2 separate regions of the Manis pentadactyla genome follow, and region 2 is linked to region 1. The links are chromatin contacts, called in public Hi-C maps. All regions are on one chromosome and are shown on one strand. Each heading gives the region's core, a stretch centred on a gene start, on an enhancer-like site or on the middle of the called end of the contact. The rest is flanking DNA. Distances are from core to core; before and after follow the strand shown. Region 1 holds the start of MAP4K5 (mitogen-activated protein kinase kinase kinase kinase 5). Region 2 holds the start of L2HGDH (L-2-hydroxyglutarate dehydrogenase).

The links. A called contact is a pair of places that touch in the nucleus more often than the background predicts.
Region 2: a Hi-C map of skin fibroblasts shows a contact between it and region 1, with 5 times the contacts expected there. The contact joins the promoter of L2HGDH here to the promoter of MAP4K5 in region 1. A contact is called at or near these places in 2 of 3 Hi-C or Micro-C datasets (fibroblasts and skin fibroblasts).

What each region holds. Positions count from the first base shown.
Region 1 is chr11:49,419,351-49,423,158 of mManPen7.hap1, forward strand. It overlaps MAP4K5 (mitogen-activated protein kinase kinase kinase kinase 5), which reads left to right and starts at 1,726. Exons shown (of 32, transcript XM_057488474.1): 1 at 1,726-1,869; 2 at 2,123-2,324. The coding sequence starts at 2,217. ATL1 (atlastin GTPase 1) reads right to left here and starts at 1,596. Exons shown (of 15, transcript XM_036917356.2): 1 at 1,483-1,596.
Region 2 is chr11:49,644,637-49,648,444 of mManPen7.hap1, forward strand. L2HGDH (L-2-hydroxyglutarate dehydrogenase) reads left to right here and starts at 1,742. Exons shown (of 11, transcript XM_057488475.1): 1 at 1,742-1,897. The coding sequence starts at 1,758. It overlaps DMAC2L (distal membrane arm assembly component 2 like), which reads right to left and starts at 1,902. Exons shown (of 5, transcript XM_057488479.1): 1 at 1,779-1,902.

The DNA of each region.
Region 1 (3,808 bases), core at 476-2,975:
AAATGTGAGTCTCTCTTGATCAAGTGTTTCATTGTGATCTCAAAAACACTGTAAGACCCTCTGCTTTGGCTAATTTGTTGCACTGTTCTGGTTATTTCCCCTCTCTTTAACATCATACCTATTTCCTCACTAACTCATTTTTATCTTGTGTTACAGTATGTGTTTTCTGTGTACTGCCTCAAACTCTCTGTGGAGTAATGCAGGTAGAAATAAGTAAAAATAATAAACTTCAGACTAGAGAAAGGATCAATACTTATAGGGTCAAAGAGAAAAAAAAGAAGGGATCCATGACAGCAAGCAAGTACTAGGATACCAATAGAACATTTGAAAAGATTTTGAGTCATTGCAGCCAAAAGTATGTGCCCACCAAAACAAGTGCCAAGAAGCTCTGAATGAAGGAACTGTTCTTCAGTAATTTTTTCAATGCAGCAAACACATAGGCTTTGTCCATAGAGCATGTAAGTCAGCTTACTTATGTTCCCCAAGTAAGTGCTCTTTGTGCATGGAGCACAAGAAAATACATATATTCCTTTTCCTATTAAGGTGTGAATTTAATTTATACATTATATAACTGATTACAATGATCAGCAACAAGGAATATATTGCCTGAGTACAGAATTGCATTGGAAGTTCAGATTGAATTGGAAGCCACAAGCCAACATTGGCAACTTGCTCTTTTGTGATTTTTCAGTCACTAAATACATTGGTTGAGGGTTATCTGGCTTTTTCTGTTCAATCTTTAATGGGCTTTAGAAATAACTTTTCCAGTAGGTATAAATCGGGCAATTTTATTTCTACATTCAGGACAAGACTGGAATTGAAATTGCAGAACAGCTTGTGAAATATCAGCCAAATTACTTCCCTGAACTCTATTCCATGTGCTGTGCATTGTGAAGTATTTTAAAACCTCTTATGTTTGATAACCCTCTTTATAATCCTGTAAAATGCTTTATAAACACTTTCTTGGGTGTCAGATGCAAAAACTTATCCTCTTCAAGTTGCAGATAAGGATATTGAGATACTGCCAAATACAGATCACATCGTAAGTAGTAGGGCCAGAGCCAGAACCAGTTTGTGGTCCCTAACTTTATTTTAGCTTCAGCAGAACTCCTGATTCAATTAAAGGCGCAATATCTACGGTTAGACACCGCGTGCCCAAAAGGGATAAAGGTCACTGAGTCGTCCTCAGAAATCAGGTTTTCAGAAATGTCTCGGAAAAACTCCGTAGAAGACAGGTTGTGCAGGTGTGCAGGCAGCCTCAAACTGGTACCACTGGGAATAGTTTGCAAAACAGGAAGGTGCAGTAGGGTGTGCCGCAGCTTAGTTAACCAGGCACTCCCCGACGTCTTTCCCGGCGCCCCAGTGCCAGGCTACTTCTGGCCCAGTGCCCTCAATGCACCTTTTCCGTGTTAATCTGGGAGGGCTGCGTTCCCATCCCCCTCGTGCCCCCATCCCACTTCACCTGTCACCCTCCAAGTTTACCTGACGAATCTGGGGGCAGTTTAGCCGAGGCGCGTCGGCCCACGAGTGCCCAGGGGCGCTCCTAACCTCTGAGAGTGGGTAGCAGAGCCTGAAAGGACTCGAAGGGACTCGCCCTGCCGGGGTGCGGCAGCCCGGCCCGGAGGATGTCGTGACCTGACCAGGCCTCAGGGCGGCACTCTGGTCGCGCGGCCGGCGCTCTCGGGCGGGCCGCTGGGCGCTGACCCGCGCTGGCCGGGAACGTTTCTCCCGGTGACGCAGCCCCGGGTGGGGAACGTGGTGCGGCGGCGCGACCGTACGCTCCTCCGTGTGGTGCCGCTGGAGGCGCCGGCGCAAGCCCTGGATCGGCCGGCGAGTGCCGGCAAGCAGGACGCAGGCGCTGGCCAGGAAGTGGGTCCCGGGCGCAGTGCTCAACAAAGAGCGGGGCCGGCCCCTCGGGTACCGATGCGGCCCCGGGCCCCGGCGGGCGGGGAGACCGGGCCTGGCAGTTCGCGGGAAGCCAGGGAGGAGGAAGGGCCGCGGACAGAACGGGGCTGCGGGGCACCGGGGACCCTCCAGGCCCGCTTCTCCGGGGGCCCCGGCGGAGCGGAAGGGAAGGGGCTGGGCTGCTCGGGGTGGTAGCTTTTGCTTATCCTTCGTGCAGGAGGAGCTGCGAGCCGAGGCTCCATGTTGGGAAGCGGCGCGGATCGTCCTCGTTAGTGGGAACCGGGGCGCCGCGGGCAGAGCCCTGAGCGAAGATGGAGGCCCCGCCGCGGCCTGCCGCGGACATCCTGAGACGGAACCCGCAGCAGGACTACGAACTTGTCCAGAGGGTCGGCAGCGGCACCTACGGGGACGTCTATAAGGTGAGGCAGGCTGGGCGCCGGTCCCGAGCCGGGCTTTTTTCCTGCGGTCTCCTGGCACCCTGGCATAGAGCCACTTTCCGGCGAAGTATGAGGCGGGGAGGAGGATGCTTTTATTGTTGCATCTTGGAGATAAAGCGGCCGGGGTCCCGTTTATTCTGTTCAGAGCACTGTCTAGTCATTGCATGCTCTAATCTCTACCAACAATCAGAACTAACCAGACCTTTGCAAACCATTATATTTCTGTGTGTGTGTGTGTGGTATAAAGGCTTTTTAACGCGTATTTCTGGTACTAAATCTGCTTATGGAGTTGCACTTGAGGATGTGCTAGTCAGCGTGGAAAAATGTCTCATGGAAGACAGTAGACGGGAAGGAATATCTATCTACATCCCGATATTGCATTAAAAAAAACTTTTTAATAGATGAGCTTGATTTTAAAAGTATGAAACCCTATCCTCCAAATTTTAACTGTTAAGCAGTCTAATAATGGGTCAAAATCACGTGTGCCCAAACATCCTATGTAGAATGATGCTTTTTCTGGCAGAAGTTTTATCATTTGTATCTGGTTGATTATTGTTATTATTATTATTTCTACTTTAGTAGTTTCTCTGGGATTTATAACATCCCGTGACCAGCAGTGGATAAGAGTTGCTGTCATTTTAATTGTGCTCTTTTGCATTGTTTGGGATCATTGATAAGGGTGGGTTACTCCTAATTTGGGGTTTAAAAAAAAATCATAGAGAAGCACACCCAATTCCTTAAAATCCACTGAGTTCTTGAAGGATCATGAGGAAAGAGATTGTTTAAAATTGCTTTATGCTTTTTGTTTTCTGTTTCGCAAGGAGAGAGCATTAATGAAACTCATAAGCTATAGGAAGGGAAATTTTCTTTGATTTTGCAACAGCTTTGTTTATTGGATTTAATCATGCTATATGTCCCCATATTCCAAACAACACTCCTGCATATAGATGAAATGACCTGTGTCACATGGATAATTAACCAGTAGACTCCTCTTGTGGGGGTTGGGGGGACGGGTATGTTGTTTTGCGCAGGTGGTAATATGCAAGGAAAACAACCCTTCTTGCTACTTTTCTGCTTTTGTTGAATATTCTCCTTATTAGTAGTAAAAATTCAAGGTGGTGGTATGACATCTCTGCCACTGTTTGATTCTCCTGAGAAGGCCTGTAATGGGGGTGCTTTTTATTTGTTAAACTGGCATTTGAATCTTTCTGCACTAGTGGAGAATTATAACAGAATCCTTTTTATGTAGAATTAGAGGTAGTTAACTCTTGTTTATCTGTGGACTAGCAATTTTTTTGAAATGTCTTTTAAAAAATTGAAATTTCTATTTGCTTTCTCATTTCCACTTTTTAGTTATCTTTGTCTTATGATTGACTATGTATTAGACCAGTTCAACTCAGTTCATGTTAATAAACAGTAGTCTAAGTTCTCATTCTTGTGTTTTCCCTCCTCCCTACCACAAGAAA
Region 2 (3,808 bases), core at 492-2,991, 230 kb after region 1:
GGATATATCCATACCATGATATACTGCTTACTCAGCAATAAGTCTGGAAAGCAACATATTGTATAATTCTGTTTATAGAATACTCTTAAAATGAAAAAGTGACAAGATTTTATAAAGGGAAAACAGATAAGGGAAATGGGTGCCCTCAGGAGGGAGGGATCCTTGTGGTGATGGAACTGTGCTGTAGCTTGACTGTGGTATGCAAGAATTTATAATAAATTACATTGTACAGAACTAAATACATAGGCTATACTATACTAAAAACTATATAGAACTAAACAGACGTAAAACTGGGAAAATCTGAAATAGATCAATGGATTGTGTCCATGTCAATATCCTGGTTCTGATTGTTCTACAGCTTTGCAAGATGTTATCATTGGGGGAGATTGGGTAAAGGGTACACAGGTTCTCTATTGTTTCATACAACTACATGGGAATCTGAAATTATCTCAAAATAAGACATTGAATTAAAAAAACCCATCTCTTACTTTTTTTTTTCATTTGTGATGGAATAAGCAGGTAACATTCTACACAGTTTTCAAAAAAAAGCAAATTATGTACAGTTTTCCAGGGGGGTAAAACCATTTAAACATAATAAAAGCAGTCATTTATTAAGTACTTCACTGTGCTCAACGCTTTATGTATGTAATCAACATAAGAGCCCTACGAAGAAAGCTCTGCTATTATTCCTAGTTCACAGAGGGTCTGAGGCGAAGAGGTGAAATCACTTGCCCAAGCCACTTGATTAAAGACTGAAGCCAAATTAGTCCTTCCAGCAATAAAGTTATATCATTTTACTTTTATTGTTCAGCTGTCCTGACCCTAAAAATCAAAATCCATCATTGGGCACAGAGAATGTGAGTTAAACTGGCACGATGCAGGGGAATCACGTAATTTTACAGAATTAGGTCCTTCAGAGATTACACTGCCCAACTCCCGCATATTACAGATAAACAAATGGGTGAAGTGACCTGTACAGGTGAGTCGCTATTCCAGGCACGCACAGCATATGTAAAACTGTACCTCGGCCCAGTATTTAAGAGAGACTGCTAAATGACGGCAGCATGGTGTGGTTCATGTAGGCGGTCGGTGTTCCCAGGCCCAATAAGTGACTATGAAAGACACCTCGGGAGCTCACAGAGGCGGCGCAGAGACCGCAGGCTATCAGGCGTTGCGGCGCGCAAGGGTCTTGGCCCGGATAGACAGTGTAGGGGCGGAAGCAAGCTCCCTTGGATCCTGGGATCGCTCCGGCCCCTTCTCTGGGCACGTCCGCCCAGGCCTCGAGGGGCCGGGGCGGGGCCGGGAGGAAGGGAGGCAGCTGGGTTCGCCCAAAGGAGAGTTTTCACCGTAACCGAGCCCACACTTTCTCCCGCCGCCCGCAATAGGATCGGCGGTGAAGACGAAGACGCGCGACTGCGCGAGCCGGGTTTTCAGTCAGACTAGCAATGCGAGTAGGGAAAGGGCAGAGCGTAACAACCACCCTAGTCCTGCCCCGCTCGGGGCCTAACTCCTACTCACAGCGTCCGAGGGCGGGAGCGAGCGAGCGAGTGGCAGTCCCTCGCGTCTACAGCGTCGCCGACCTCCCCATCATCCTCCTCCGCGCCCTTCCATTGGTCACTGGTCCGCTCCCACGTGGGGCAGAGGCGCGCGCTTCATTGGCTCCCGCGTGGGAGGCGGGCCCAGAGAGCGCAGGGAGCCTGGCTCTGTCCGGCCCTAGGAGCGACCCCTGGGGCTGAGGCAGGGGACGGACGCGGGCGATGGTACCGGTGCTGCGTTACCTGGGCAGTACCTGCGGACCCGCCAGGGGGGCTCTCCCGGGGGGCTTCTCCGCGGCAGGCTGGCGGGCACTGGGGAGGCCCTGGCCACTGTGCCAAGGTGGCCGCCGAGCCAGCACCAGGTGAGTAGCCGCTGACGTGCGCTCGCCGCCTGCAATGCTGCTTCTTTCAGAGGCGCCTCGCGCTGTCCTGCCCCTGCTGGTCTTCCCGTCTCGGGCGTGAGGGAAAGTTGGGATCATGTGGAGCCCGTCTCTAGTCTTGGATCCCAGGATCCAAGGGAGCTAGCTACCTGCAGGATTCCCTGGTTGTGTTCGTGGGCTGGAGGAAGAGGATAAGACACGCAGTATTGCGTAGAGGTCAGAAGCAGTTCTGGCTTTGATTACAAGCTCTCCACTTCCTTTTCAACTCTGGGCGGGTTACTTAAGCTCATTAAAGGCTCAGTTGTGAACTGGGTGCTAGTCTCTCCCGTAGGCGGTCGTTTTAAGGATTAAAGGAACTACCGCGCTGTAAGCAATCAAATATGCATTCCTGGTGTTGCTTGGAAGATCTGAAACGTTCTTAAAGTCAGTCAGCTGTCAGCAAACACTAGAGTTGTTCCTGTGAGAAGCAGCTCATGCGCTAATCAAAGCCTGAAGAATTCAGTGTCCTGTGATTTGAAGTTCGGAGGTCCCATTCGAAACCACTTTCTCTGCTTTCTGTGGAGAATGGTTTATGCGAAGTCTTTAAAGCTAGAAAACTCTTGGCTATTTCAGGAACTAGAAAGCGGTGAAGATGAGTGTGACTGGACTTTGGCGGAACAGAGATGGTGTGGAATGACACTGGAGAAGGGCTACATCACAGCAGGAATTTTATTTAAACTACACATTAAATTTTATTCTAAGAGGCTTTGGAGGCTTTTAAAGGGTTTTTAAGAAGGGGGAGTAATTAAATGTTGGTGTTTCAAAAGTTGACTCTGGCTGCTGTGTGTTACTGAATTGGAGGAGGATTAGAATGGGATAGGATTTGTGATTCCTGGTGGGAATGTGGAGACAACTCTTCGGAAGGTTTTCCTAAGGGAAGAAAATCAGGGTTGGTGAAGGTTTTGTTTATATTTTTATTTTGAAAATATTATAGGCCCATAAGAAGTTGAAAAAAAATCTGATGTACCCTTCACCCAATTTACCCCAACAGTAACACTTTACATAACTATAGTACAATATCAAAACTAGGAAATCGACATTGGCACAAATCACAGACCTTATTCATATTTCATCAGTTTTCCAGGCACTCATCAGTGTGTGTGTGTGTGTGTGTGTGTTTTGTATGCAATTTAATTGTGTGTTAATTTCTGTAACTACCACCACAATTAAGATACAGAAATGTTGCATCACCACAAAGATATCCCTTGTGTTACTTACTCCTTTATTTTCACAGCCAATCTCTCTCCACCCTTCCTAACTCTTGGCAACCCTATCTGTTCTCCAGCTCTATAATTGTGTCATCTTGAAAGTGTTAAATAAGTGGAATGACACGGTGTGTAACCTTTTGAGATATTTTTTTCACACAGTATAATGTCCTTGAGCTCTATCCCATGTATTACCTGTACTGATAGTGTATTTTTAATTGTTGAGTGGCATTCCAAGGTATGGGTGTATTATAGCTTAACTGTTCACCAGTTGAAGGATATCTGGGCTTTTCCCAGTTTTGAACTATTATGAATAGAGCTGCTATGAACATTATGAACAGATTTTGCATGAACATAAGTTTTCATTTCTCTTGTATAAATGCCTAAGAGTGCAGTTGCTAAGACATGTAGTAAGCATGTATTTAGTTTTCCTGTCTAAGTCATATTTTTTAATGTAGGGTCATAAAAGGACTATCCATTGAGAAATATTGAGTATCAGTATATAAAAGAAAAGTACAACAGAGTTCCCAAGGAAGTATAAAAAACATGGAAGTCATGCACCCTGGGATTCAGGTTCTAAATATTAGAATTTCCTTATAGAAAGACTTGGGGTGAGTGGAATCCATATTTGGGATGCAAAAGAGATAAC